Linked DNA regions of Mus musculus: regions 1 and 3 are each linked to region 2. The links are chromatin contacts, called in public HiCAR-type maps. All regions are on one chromosome and are shown on one strand. The core of a region is the stretch at or near the end of the contact, and the rest is flanking DNA. Distances in the headings are between cores, read along the strand shown. Region 1 holds the start of Klhdc2 (kelch domain containing 2). Region 2 holds the start of Mdga2 (MAM domain containing glycosylphosphatidylinositol anchor 2). Region 3 holds the start of Mis18bp1 (MIS18 binding protein 1).

Region 1 (4,455 bases), core at 1,013-3,512, 2.1 Mb before region 2:
TGGCTCACAACCATCTGTAATGAGATCTGGTGCCCCCTCTTCTGTGTCTGAAGACAGCTACAGTGTGCTCATATACATAAATAAATCTTAAGAAAGAAAGAGAGGAACTTTCCACTCTGACCATTTCTCCATGCCCTTCAGAAGGGTCTCATGCCCATGTCAACACTTGGGTGGTGGGAACAGCCAGATCTGGAAAGAGTCCAAGGCCAAACTCCATGACAGTGGCTCAATGCTAGTGTTCACAAACAGAATTATGAGTAACATACGTTAGACCAAAGTGTGATTGACCAACAGGTCTACCTTCCTCAAAGGACATTTATATTTTGAAAAGGTTTATTGAAGTTGATTAGTTTTGCCGGCATGCCTGTCTGTGCATCCCTGGGGTGCAGTGCCCAGAAAGGCCAAAGGAGGGACATGAGATCCCCTGGGACTGGAATTACAGTTGTGAGTGGCCATGGGGGTGTTAAGAGTCCAACCCAGAAATGTGGCCAATGCTGGTAACCACTGAGTCACCTCTCCACCCCTGGAATTTATGTTTTAATAATAGTCACTACACAGCTGGCATGGGGGCGCACGCCTTTAGTCCCAGCACTGGGGAGGCAGAGGCAGGCAGATTTCTGAGTTCAAGGCCAGCCTGGTCTACAGAGTGAGTTCCAGGACAGCCAGGGCTACACAGAGAAACCCTGTCTCAAAAAACCAAAAATAAATAAATAAATAAATAAATAAATAAATAATAGTCACTACACACCTGCTCTCTACTATAGTCACTACACACCTGCTCTCTAATCTCTAGAATTCTCGACATCGACCTCTAAATACCTGATTCCTGGAAGCCAGGGACAACAGAATGCATTAATTCACGCTGGCAAAATAACTAATGGTTAAACCGACAAGGTATGGGACAGTTGTCTCAAAATGGCCACCTATGATCAGGTCGTCAGTACTATAAGCTATTAGAGTCCTTAAGCAAACCACAGGCGCAGAGAACTGGACTTCCCAAGGGGGGTGGGGGGGCGTCATTTTAACACTAAAATAGTTTTAGGTCAAATGGCTCAAATGAGTGTGCACCACATGAAATCCAAGAACTAGAGTGAGTGTATCATGGAATTCTAAAACCAGTACAGAAGAACCAGTGAGCAGCGGTTTAAGGAGGTAACTGAGCAGTATTCCCCAGCTCGCGGTATAAAACAATGCAAATGACTAAAAAGATACTTGGTCACAAAGTCCAAAGGCCTGCACTCCAATTACATACGCTGCTGGGGATTCACTGGCTATTTTTTCCTTTAAAATCCGCAGTAAGGCCTACTGAGGAGCAATCCTTTCTCAGCTGAGACCAGTTAAGAAAAATGGCCCTGCGTTCAAACAATAGATAGGTGGGGGCATCTGCACAGGTGTTGATGACACCGTTACACCTTCGGGGAGGTTGAGCAAGCGATTCCTGTGGCCTTGGTTCACACAGTGACAATATTGTTGAATATAGTGTCTGTCGGCTAAATGGCCCCAGCTCCGGGCGACCGGGCCCAAAGGTATATGAGTGATTCTCACACACCCTCGCCCCCACCCTTTTCCGTACCTCGGGCCACAGTCACCCGCTACGCGACCCACAATAACAGAACCTCGCTCCGCTCACTCCAAAGACAATGCGTAGGGGGTGCGTGGGATAGGCTGACTCATAAGTTCAAGAGAGCGGTGACAATAGCCCAGGATCCCCGAATCCACCAGGGCAGGGCGGGAAGATGCTCTCCTGAATGAGCAAGAGCCGCGGCGGCGATCGTGCCCACTCCGCCCTACTGACCTTGTAGCCGCCCCAGACGAACATGTGGCGCCCATCGCTGACAGCGACGTGGCCGCTGCGTTCAGCCGGGCAGGCCAGCTCCATGGCCTCGTAGTTCTCGAAGGCCGGGCCCGGCAGATCCTCCGCTCGAGCATCCTCGTTGCCATCAGCCATCTTGAGGCTGCACCGCTGGCCACCGAGACCGCTCCGGCCCCGCAGACGGGAGACAAAGGAAAGCGGAGCGGTGGACCGCGGCGCGCAGCCAGCGCTGACGACCCGCCTGTCCTGCGCTACGCCTCCGCCTCCGGGACGAGCGCTGGGGCGCGCGCCGACAGCGGCTGCGGGTCTCGCGGGGACCGCGCCGCGGCCGGGTCCTGGCTCAGAGCGGGAGAGCGGCCGACGGGGCTCGCACTCGCAGCCCGCCCCGCCTCCGGCCGCCGGGGCCTTGTTTATGCCGCCGCCGGAAGTCGTCCGCAGCGGACACTGTCCCCACGCTCCGGAAGCGCTCTCGCCCCCTGCGCTGCTGAGCCTCCCGTCGTCCGGTCCCACCGCAGTGCTGTCCTACTGCTGTGTAGTCCTCCCAGTCGGGCCCTTGGGCATCTGAGTCCTCCCAACATCCGTCCTCCCGCCTCAGGGTGCTCTGGCCTGGATAGTTCCTAAACCATAACAACCCACCCTTGGGGAAAGAATGCGAATCCCAGACTCACAATCTGGGCTTCTAAGAGGCCAAATGAAAATTACGAATTATTTAAACCCAATTCCTCGCCCATAAAATAAGGCTGGTCTGGAAAACACTTCAGGCTCCTCATTTAAATGGTGGCTCTCCGTGCTGCTCATCTTGTCTTTTTTTTTTTTCTTTCTCCCTCTCTTCGTTTTGGGACTGCTAAATATATACTGAGCAAAATACACACTTAACAAAAACGACCAAAAAAAGCTTTTCTCTTTGAAACTCTCACCAGTTGCTGGAGATGTACTTGCTGAAACACAAGAGTTAAGGGTCTGGGGTTTGAGATTAAAGCGCTGGGATAAAAGGTGTGCTCCACCAGGCAGATTCTGTTTCTTGACCAGATTCATCCAGGTCTCCCTGGGGCAATTTTGCCATGCAAGAGATGTCCAGTGCCCTTGGTGCTGTGCTGAGGGGGGCCTTCCTCACTGCCATTGCAAGAGACAGTCAGAGAGAGAAATGGCCTTCCTGCTGCTGCCCAGGGTGTATACTGTCAAAAAGAGATTGGCAGCGTTTCCACCAGCCACTTCGTGCTGGATGACACTGGAGAAGAAAATCTAGCATCAGTTTCATGTTTGGCGGGTAGAAGACATCTCTCACTGTTGGCCACAACCTCTCACACTGCAAATCTGCTGTAATGTGAATGACCAATTTGCACTAAGCTGAGGTTTGTGGTGAGCAACTGATCGTCCAACAGTGGAAATCACCTTGCCCTAGGGGTCAGGAGCATGCAAGTGGATATTCCTCCACAGATCAGCCTTATTCCAGATGAGCTGCACTTGGACACATTTTACTGCCTCGTGATTATTGTTTGCAAGAAAAATTTGATGGTGTTGTGGGGATAGCCACTAGAGAGGACAGCTCAGACATGAACTTAAGGCAATAGAAAGTCTTTATTAGTTTGGGATCCCAGTGTAGCAACGAGCCTTTCTCAGAGTGAGCTTTTAAGCACAAAACCCATGTTCTGGACGGATACACTTCAGTTAACAAGAACAGTTAGCATCCCAGAGAATCTTGCCACAGAAGCCAGATGAAGGTAATCTACACCACAGAGCCACTGCTGTCCCTTGTCCTCAAGAGACTAGACTTCTGTCACTCCATGAGACTATCAATAGTTACAAATAGTCCTGGGCCATTGTAGAAGGATTTTTATCCAGCAACATGGCTACTCTGATTGGAATACAGACACACCCTTAGCACACACTTTAATCTCAAATGATGAAGGTAAAGTTAGTTTGTAGAAGGAAGCACCCATGTTTGAAAGTGATGTTTAGTTGAATAGCAGACATAGTGGCAGATCAGAGAAAGATTTGATAGAACAGGATGTACCCAACGCTCACAAGGAGAGGAAAGGGGAACTCCTCAAGGGCCAGTGCAGAGAGAGAGAAGAGGCAGCTTTACTTGGAGAGGGTACAGAGACAAGTTGCAGAGAGAGAACATGCTAGCCACAGGTGAAGACAGAAAGCCAGAGAATGAGAAGGAGCAGAAGATTAGAACATGTCGCCAAAGTTAGTTATGAGGCCAAGCAGAGCAATCAGGAGAAGCCAAGAGAAATGAGATTGAGGGCTGGCGAGATGGCTCGGTCGTTAAGAGTGCCAACTGCTTTCTGAAGGTCCTGAGTTCAAATCCCAGCAACCACATGGTGGCTCACAACCATCCTTAATGAAATCCGATGCCCTCTTCTGGAGTATCTGAGGACAGCTACAGTGTACTTACATATAATAAATAAATGAATAAATACATAAATAAATATACAAATACATAAATACATAAAAATTTTTAAAAAAAGAACTGAGATTGAATCAGTCAGCTTGGAGAGGAGTTTTGAATCAGAACAGCTGAGTTGAACCAACCAGAACTCAGAAAGAACTAGAGAAGGTGAGTTTAATTCAGCAGTAAGTCTCAGAGGCTGAAAACATTCTAGGCCTAGATTAGATTGTAGGGAGGCTAGAAGATT
Region 2 (4,644 bases), core at 1,726-4,225:
CCAATAGATGACTATGAGCATCCACTTCTGTATTTGCCAGGCACTGGCATAGCCTCACCAGAGACCGCTATATAAGGGTCCTTTCAGCAAAAACTTGCTGGCATGTGCAATAGTGTCTGTGTTTGGTGGCTGATTATGAGATGGATCCCCAGGTGGGGTAGTCTCTGGATGGTCCATCCTTTCATCTTAGCTTCAAACTTTGTAACTCCTTCCATGGGTATTTTGTTCCCTATTCTAAGGAGGAATGAAGTATCCACACGTTGGTCTTCCTTCTTCTTGATTTTCTTGTGTTTTGCAAATTGTATCTTGGGTATTCTAAGTTTCTGGGCTAATATCTATTATCAGTGAGGATAGGCTTTTAATCAGGGGTTCAAGATTAAAATTGGTACAGAAATCTGGAGTGGGTCATGAAATCCCAGAAGTCTAGAACTAGGGACTAGAATGCTTTGCTTTCCAAATGTATAGTTTATAAGGCAATAATATTCTTTGCCAAATGAGTGAAAGCTCTCTGAAGATTGTGAAGAGCTTTGACATTCTTGATTTTGTTCAGCTGACCAGGTACCTCTAAGCAGCAGCCATGGTGAATATGAGGCCCTAGCCACACCATCTACACCCTCCCAGACCAGCTTCTGCATATGGAGGCTTTGCCAGCCATCTACCTTTCTTACTGGACTCTGAATTTGCTTTGTCCAGGGCTCTCCTTTGCGTGTTTTGTTCCTTTCTCAGGCTGACTGTCTCCCTTTAGGCCCTTAGGAGCTTATCAAGTTTTAGAAATACTAGAAGTGAACTTATCTGACTAAACTAGAGATGTGCAGCTAACCAGGCTGGATAATAGCCACACCAAGCTCTGGTGTGGGTCAGGAATCTGTGAGCAAGAACTAGAAAACACACATAGGTAGGTATGAATTTTGGTTTTGTGTAGACTTTCCAAAAGATTTTTTGTAGATAAAAAATGATATTTTTCTCATGCCTGTTTCCTTTTATAATCTAGTCCAGGGAGTAGTGTGGATGAGAGTTTGTGTGATATAACTAGCATCCAGAGGAATAGGAAGTAGAATAAATATAGCATAGTATTTATATTATGATAAGGGAGTAGATTGGAAAATGAAGACAGATTTGCCATTGAAGTTCTGCATTTTCCCTTCTGAGCTCTATATCCAGATTAGTATTTCAATTTTTCATTTTCCTTTTTTTTTTTTTTTTTGAGACAGGGCTTTACTGTGTAGTACATGTTGAACTGAACTTACCATCCTCCTTCCTCAACTGTGTGAGTACTGAGATTTCAGGCATGTGCCACCAGATCTTCCCTACCTTATTTCTATCCCACTACCTTAAGTGGATCCTATGAATCCTTCAGGGCCGTGTCTGGCATCATTCTATTTAGGTTAAAACATTTGAGAATAGAGAAGGAATTAGTAAATATTAAATGACTATTTAATCAGCTGAAACTGTAGTTAATACAAGTCCAACAGGTACCTAAAATGATTCAAGTTGTCAGGGGATAATCTCAAAGTTTATGTGAGCTGACATCACAAATGATAGTGACCACAATTTTACACGCTAAAGCCAGAATACTGTTGAATGGATCATATTAGCAATGTCATGGAGGATTGTTTAAATTGTTAAATCCCCTATAACACATATTCTGTACATAAGTATAAAGAAAAATCCCAGTGATGTAAGATGTGAATCACACTACTTCTGCAGGAAGTCTCTCTAATTGGCTAATCCCTTAAATTCTGGGGCCATGGCTCTGTCTTAGTACCTTCTGTCTGCTAAGACACCCCCTGCCTGTCTTTCAGGCTTGGCTCAGGCTCACCACCTGGAGGCCTGAAGTAGCCAGTGCTAAGGTATGACTACAAAATCACGCCTGTTTAGTCAATGTAGCCAGAAGAATATTAAATTTCAAGAAGAAATTAATATATTGGCTAAATAAGCCAGCTAATTCATTCTGTAAGTTCCCTATATAGTGTTTCATAGGAGAAGAAAAGCCTATATTTAGTTTAGTGGAGATGTTCTTTATACCCACAATGGCAGTGTATTATGCCAGTGTATTATGGAGACAAATAAATGAATACCGTGCTCTACATTTCCCTGAAAATAACTTTCTCACATGTATAAACGCGTCTAACCATTTCACTCACTTACCATATTTTGGCTAAGTGGATCTAGACAGTAAAACCTAATTTGAAAAAGAAACACACTAGAGTAACTCAGACTGTGTGGGATATTCCCCATTATGTTTTAGTTTATTAGTTTTACACCTGTTCTAGTGTAAATTAAAGATGCTTTCTCATTCTGACCATTTTGTAGTAGGGAGAATTTTAAGCTCCTCAGAACTGACCCTGTTTCAAGGAACCCTGTCTTTCATGTGAGAGGGGCTTTTCCAAGCATTTAACTTTAGGAGGTATTATATATAAAACCGACTCTTCCTGAACTCCTGGTGGTCTTCCTTCCTTCCCCCCAACACCCTTCCTCTGTTATGATGACCACATTTCCACGGAAACATGACAGGGATGGAGAAGACTGAGGCAGCTTCCAATGACTTGGCCTGCTCTGCCCTCTAGCCAAGCAGAACAGTTCCTGGAAGACCTTGGACGGCAGAAAGGGGATAAAGGTGTCCTGTAATTACCGCGTGTCTGAGGACGTAGCCAGCCCTTCCCTTCCGCGTGCAAACGCCAGCGGAGGCATCGGAAATGAATTACCAGCCCTCGCCCCCGCGGAGCTAGGGAAGAACCAGGGATGGCCTCGGCGGGGTGGAAGAGAGGCTGGGTGCTGCTACCCCTCTGAGCCCATCACTGCTGTCCAAGCTGATGAGCACCAGTGCCTACCCTGGTGAGCAGAGCCCGGGAGGCAGAGGAGGCTCAGGGGAAGGCGCCCGAGCCCTGCACTCGGTTTTGACGTCGCCGGGCTGCGGCTAGCAGCCTCGCGCTCTCAGCACGTAGCGCACAACGTGACCACACACAGCCTTCCTCCCCGGCAGCCTGGCCGCCTGCGCTCCGCGTCCGCCGCTTCTCCATCCTCCTCCTCTTCTTCCTCCTCCTCCTCCTTCCTATCGCCTCCGCGGTGCGCAACCCCCAGCGTCAATCCAGGGATCCCGAGCAAGCGTAGGGCCCCGGACGCTCCTCTGCCCAGCTTGGGCATCTCTGCCGCAACTGCGGCCCGCAAGGCGGCCGCGCAGCCGGGGTGCCCTCAGCAGGCGGCCGCTTCTCTGTTCCGCTCCGGATGCCAGCACTCCGTTAGCCCGGGTGGGGAAAGCCCTTCTGCGGCTCCCGGGTCTAAACTCCCGCCAGTCTCCACCGCCCCCACCCCCTCCACCTGGCGGGGGCGGCGCGGAAGCGAAGAGGACTCGCGGTACGGGTGGGCACGCGTGGACGGTGTGCGGATCTGCTCTGCGCTCGGCATCCTCCCTCTCCTGCAAGTGGTGGTGCTCGGACTCTGCTTTTGGCTCCGGAGATTGGTGCTGCCTCCAGGAGCACCCTCTTTGCTGGCGGGGCGCTCAAGGCTGTTTGGAAGAGCCGTGGCGGTGGCGGCAGCGGCTGAGGCTGGTGCCTGGCGAGCTCCAGACGGGCGCTCCGCTCCCGCTTGGACCCTTTCGCCCTCCTCTCTCCTCCTCCGCTCCCTCCTCCCCATCCCCCGTTTCCCACTCCTCCTCTTCCTCCTCCTCCTCTTCCTCTCCCCGCTCGGCGATGCGAGTCTCTGTCGTGTAACAGGATTGGCGTTGCAATGGCAACTGATGGAATGGGGGAAGGCAAGACAGCAGGGCTGGGGGCTCCGGACTGCGGGCGGGCGAGCCGCTGCCGCCGCTTGACGCTCCTCTGGGGACCTTCGCGAGTTACTTTGTAAAGGCGAACCCGGGCGAGGGAGCCCCGCTTCGTGCCCGGGTCAGAGGCCACTTCCTGCTCCCTGGCTGTCCAGCGCGGTTCGCGTCGCGCGGCGCCCCCAGGGCTCCTGCCCGCTCCTGCCGCTTGCCCGCGCCCGGAGCCCGGAGCCGCTTCCCTGAAGAACACTTGTCCTCACAGCTCTGCTTCCCATCACCGCCCCCTGCTCCTCCCCGGCGTCTGCGATTTTCCCAGGCGCCCGGTGTGAGTGCGGCTTGTGTGTGAGTGCATGTATTGGGGTATTGTGTAGTGGGAGTGTGTTCCCGCGTGTGTGTGCTTATACGTGTGTGCTTGTGCGTGTGTGTGTGTGTGTGTGTGTGAGCGTGTGTGTGAGCGTGTGTGTGCGTGTGTGTGTGTGTGTGTGTGTGTGTGTGTGTGTGTGTGTGTGTGTGCATGAGTGTGGGGTGTGTGGGGCTCCAGCGCTCCGCTCACGGCCGCCGCCAGGGAAGGACAGACGGACAGTGCTTCCTCCCATTGCTAGCAGTTCCCGGGCACCTCGACTCGGCCCGGGCACAAGTGGAGCGCGCCTTGCTGGCCGCTGGCCTCCAGAAGGTCCCACTGCGTCCCCCTTGGGCTGGATATGTTCATGTTCACGTGAAGATGGATTTAGTGTACGGTCTCGTGTGGCTGCTGACAGTCCTCCTGGAGGGAATCTCTGGCCAAGGAGTGTACGGTGAGTGGAATCGCGACGCTATCGTGACCTTGTGATTCCTAGGCAAGATAGGCTGCTGAGCTAAGATACACGACTCGCGCCGTTCCGGGG
Region 3 (4,474 bases), core at 209-2,708, 2.0 Mb after region 2:
CCCCCACCCCCCACCGCATTCCCAGGCCCCCTGTTGGGATTGTGAGTCAATAGAGGTATGGTCAAAGGGCAAATGAAAAACACCATGCTCCTGACTTGACCCTAAGACCAGGGCTAAGAGAAAAACCACCTTGACCTTTACTTGATCGCAAGCCCAAGACTAAGGTTAAGAAACAGAGTCCCTCGGTCTCCACCCTCGGGGTCCCCCGCCAAGAATTCCAATATAATATCCCTGCCTCAATCAAGCTCAGGTCCCTGCTTCTTCTAAAGGCAACCACTCTCCTGTGTGAGGTGTGTTGTGTCTCAACCGCTGGAGCAGAACTGCTATGCCAGCTTTGTGGATACCTTCCCTGGCAGCTGAGGAAGAGATATAACACATCTGTAGGGGAAGCAGTTCCTTTCAGAGCCCCAACACATACTACAGGCTGCCCTCCGATTGATTCTCCATCCTCTTGCCTCAACCTCCCAGTCTTAGGATAACAGGCATGTACTATCAAGTGGCAAAACAGACTTCAGGAACCAGTGCCACAAAACGCACTGCAACCGACATTCACTGAGAAAAGAAATTCTACTATGGTCCTTAGATTTTTTTTTTAAAGATTAATTTATTTATTTTATGTATATTGAGTACACTATAGTTGTACAGATATGGTTGTGTACAAGGTTGAGCCTTCATGTGGTTGTTGGGAATTGAATTTTTTTGTTTGTTTTGTTTTGGAGACGGTTTCTCTGTATAGTCCTGGAGCTCACTTTGTAGACCAGGCTGGCCTCGAACTCAGAAATCCGCCTGCCTCTGCCTCTGTGCTGGGATTAAAGGCGTGCGCCACCCTCCGGCCCAAAGATTTATTATAAAGAACACTGTAGCTGTCTTCAGACACACCAGAAGGGGGCATCCGATCCCATTACAGATGGTTGTGAGCCACCATGTGGTTGCTGGGAATTTAACTCAGGACCTCTGGAAGAGCCAGTTCAGTCTACTACTTGGGAGCAACTTTTTTTTTTTTTTTTTCCTGGCCCGAAGAAAATCTAAACAGCAAACTGAAAGAAAAATTCTTTCAAACTCTCTAAAGCAGTTTTTCTCCTCAGAAACGGACTACACTGAGAAAGCGCAGCCTAGAACTAACAAGTGTGGCCCGCAAGGGTCAAATTTAGTAAATCGCGCCTCGGTAAGCGCCGCTGGGCGTCAACCGTCGTGGGGTTTTCTCCCCGCGGAGCATCACGGGAGGAGTGGCGAGGCGCTCCCGGGGGCCCGCCTTGTGGAGAGAAACAAACTCCACGAGCAACCGAGGGGCTTCGGTCGGACGCTTTCCGCTCTCACAGCCTCGGGCCGCTCTGGGCTGTGCTCCTGTTTCCTGGAGTTCCGGAAGACGCGCCGTGTCGCAACCTCTGCGCGGGCCAATCGCAGGCACCGGGGGGCGGGCTCTCGGGATTTGAAATCCAGCGCTATTTGTCCGTGCTGGGGAAGTGGACGAGGAAGGCGAGCGGAGTTTCAGTCTGCGGACACGCGTGGAGCCCTTGCCCGGGCCTCCGTGGGTCTGAGGCGCTGCGAGCCCTGGGTAACCACGGCCTCGAGCTGCTGTCCTCACCAAGGTAGGTCCTCTGCTCGCTCAGCCTCGCGGACCGATCGGCCGGGTCCCCGCCTGACTCTTCTCGGGCGTCTAACTTCTGCTCTGTTCGCTCGTTAACATTGCTGCCCTAGCGCCCGAGATTTGTTCTAAAATCCGAAGTCTCCGTGAGGAGTAGCGTGGGAATGCCCAACTCTTTGTCTCCGGACCCAGCATTCCTAGAGGCAGCCGCTTATGCGTTCTTAGGATTGAATACCATGCTTGTTGCAGGCATCTGTAGATGTTAGAGATTTTGTTTGGAAAACAGGAAGTTCCATGGAACACAGGGCCCCCAATGAAGGAGCTAGAGAAAGTACCCAAGGAGCTGAAGGGGTCTGCAACCCTATAGGTGGAACAATAATATGAACTAACCAGTACCCCAGAGCTCTTGACTCTAGCTGCATATGTAGCAGAAGATGGCCTTGTACAAGGCCACCAATGGGAGGAGAGGCCCTTGGTCTTGCGAAGATTATATGCCTCATTATGAGGGAATGCCAGGGCCAGGAAGCAGGAGTGGGTGGGTTTGGGGGGGGTATTGGGGATAGCATTTGAAATGTAAATGAAGAAAATATCTAATAATAAAAAAGAAAAACAGAAGGTTCCTTCATCCTATCCTTAAAGTATAACACTGTACAGTCAGGCGCATTTGTTGTTGTTTATTTTAGAGATTATAATTTACTTAGATTCTCCTCCCCCCTTCCTCCCTCCAAACCCTCCCTTACAAACCTCCCTACTCTCTTTCAAATTCAGTGGTTCATTTTCACCAATAACAGTTGCAAATATGTACACACACACATATATATTCCTAGCTATAACCTGCTGAATCCGTGTAATGTTGCCAGTATGTATGGTTTGTTGTTGTTGTTTTATGGGTTTCTTAACGTGCTTATGCTCATAAGCATGTGATGTGGGTTTTTTAAAATGTGGCTATCAAGTCTGTTTTGCCATTTAATCCTTCTGCAGTTTTTAATGTTCTTATTGTTTTTGTTGTTGAGTACATCGAATTGAGATTTATAAATGAATTGTCACTAGGAGAAGCAGGAGCTGGTAGGTGGTAAGGTGCTCTACTATTTAAATCTCCTGCAGGATTTGTCTTTTGAATATGCCTGGTTTATCCACACAAGCATTCCTCATGATATCATGCTAGTAGAAAATTTACACATACATTTCACCAAGCGTGTAACAGTGCTTGGGTAGAAGTGCTGCAGCAGGGTTCTACTGGGGAGTCTTCTGGCAATGATGCTTTGGAAGCTGAGGGCTGAACCCACATTTGCTGTGAAAATCCTTCAGCTGTGGCAGGCTGGGTGGAATATTGCATCGCTGGAGGTCCCAGGAGACACTTAAGAGCAGGACATTGACTTGGTCCTGTGTGGGCTTGGCAACAGTACCTGAAGTTCCTTAGTCACTGAGGCCAATGTCTCAAGTCTTCTTGTCACTGGCTAGAGACACCATTCTCAAAGTTTCAGAATTTATTAGGGGGGGGGGGGAGGTAGTGGTGTTAGCGTTGTACTCTTAGGGCCCACAGCTTGAGATTGGTTTACTTCCATATCAACACCATCTTGGGGTTAGTTCATTAGCACACTGGCCCTGTCTGGGCTAGGCTCCTATCTGAGCTTCTGGATGGCCTCTGGTGGCTTGCTTCTGAAACCTAGTTCTTTAACTATCATGATTTCAAGTTACACCAAATGACTATTAAGCTATGTGACTATTGACATATGGAGGTGAGGTGCGCTGCTGCTGCTGCTGCTGCTGCTGCTGCTGCTGCTGCTGCTGCTCCTCCTCCTCCTTCCCCCACCCCTCCTCCTTCTCATTATGCATGTTTGAACCTAGGGTCTTCCAGTCTAGGCAGGCAACAAGTATTGGCCACTGGCTGTAACCTCATGTTTACCTTTTCTTTTGAAGCAGGATCTGTAGTGACTTTGCTCTGTAGCCATCTTGGAGGCCTTGAACTTACGATTCTCTTGCTTTCCAAATAACTGGGTCTATGGGCCTTGTGCCTCAGTTCAGCTTTTATCTGTCCTTAACATTTCTGGTCTGTTGATACAGATTGGGCTTGTTTTCAGCTTATTTGCATTTTAAAAATATTTATTTATTGTATGTATGTGAGTACATTGTCGCTGTCTGCAGACAAACTAGAAGAAGGTATTGGATACCAGATGGTTGTGAGCCACCATGTGGTTGCTGGGAATTGAACTCAAGACCTCTGGAAGAGCAGTGAGTGCTCTTAACTGCTGAGCCTTTCTCCAGTCTCTTATTTGCAATTTTTATTTGTGAAGTATTTCATCAGACTGAAGGACTGAGGGTACGCAATCCATACTTTGCCAGTTTTCCCTGGCATTGTACAGTCTATTCATTTTTATTTTTGAGATAGTGTAGCTTTATTGGCATTATTAGTGGCTTTATTGGCATTATTAGTGGCTTTTACTAACTCCCATCACTGCCCACCTGATAAATATACATCTCTTGAGTGCTAAGGCCAATATAGGTCATATAGTTTGGTGGTTTTCTGCATACTTATGCCCTAGCTTCAATCTCTTGCAGTGCTAAATTTAAAAAAAAAATGAATGAATGAATGAATGAATGAATGAAGCACATCAGTTTATAGCTGTTGAGCTAAAGATTATGAAAAAAATGCACGGCTTTTCTGTCACAGGGAGTCCTGGCCCTCAGGAAGCAGAGGCAAGCCAGCCAGGGCTAGACAGAGAAATCCTGAAAAATACATCTCTGCAGTCCCCCTTATAATAAATCATTAGGTAAAATAGGACTTTATATATGAATTTTCAAGTTGCTTATTTATTTTTGAAAAAAATGATATCTTTTGATCTAATTGCTTTAATAAGTTCTGGGCACTTAGGATTGTAATATTAATTT

Evidence for each region. HiCAR-type assays count read pairs that join an accessible place to other places.
Region 1: a contact with region 2 is called in a HiCAR-type map of astrocytes, with 5 times the contacts expected there. The contact joins the promoter of Klhdc2 here to the promoter of Mdga2 in region 2. A contact is called at or near these places in 1 of 39 promoter capture datasets (hippocampal neurons) and 1 of 115 datasets of contacts at active chromatin or transcription factors (astrocytes).
Region 3: a contact with region 2 is called in a HiCAR-type map of astrocytes, with 6 times the contacts expected there. The contact joins the promoter of Mis18bp1 here to the promoter of Mdga2 in region 2. A contact is called at or near these places in 1 of 39 promoter capture datasets (hippocampal neurons), 1 of 484 Hi-C or Micro-C datasets (cortical neurons) and 3 of 115 datasets of contacts at active chromatin or transcription factors (astrocytes, forebrain and stem cell-derived neural progenitor cells).

Annotation. Positions count from the first base shown.
Region 1 is chr12:69,294,488-69,298,942 of GRCm38.p6, reverse strand. Klhdc2 (kelch domain containing 2) reads right to left here and starts at 2,262. Exons shown (of 13, transcript NM_027117.3): 1 at 1,796-2,262. The coding sequence starts at 1,948.
Region 2 is chr12:67,220,880-67,225,523 of GRCm38.p6, reverse strand. Mdga2 (MAM domain containing glycosylphosphatidylinositol anchor 2) reads left to right here and starts at 2,975. Exons shown (of 17, transcript NM_001193266.1): 1 at 2,975-4,554. The coding sequence starts at 4,482.
Region 3 is chr12:65,169,564-65,174,037 of GRCm38.p6, reverse strand. It overlaps Mis18bp1 (MIS18 binding protein 1), which reads left to right and starts at 1,458. Exons shown (of 14, transcript NM_172578.2): 1 at 1,458-1,589.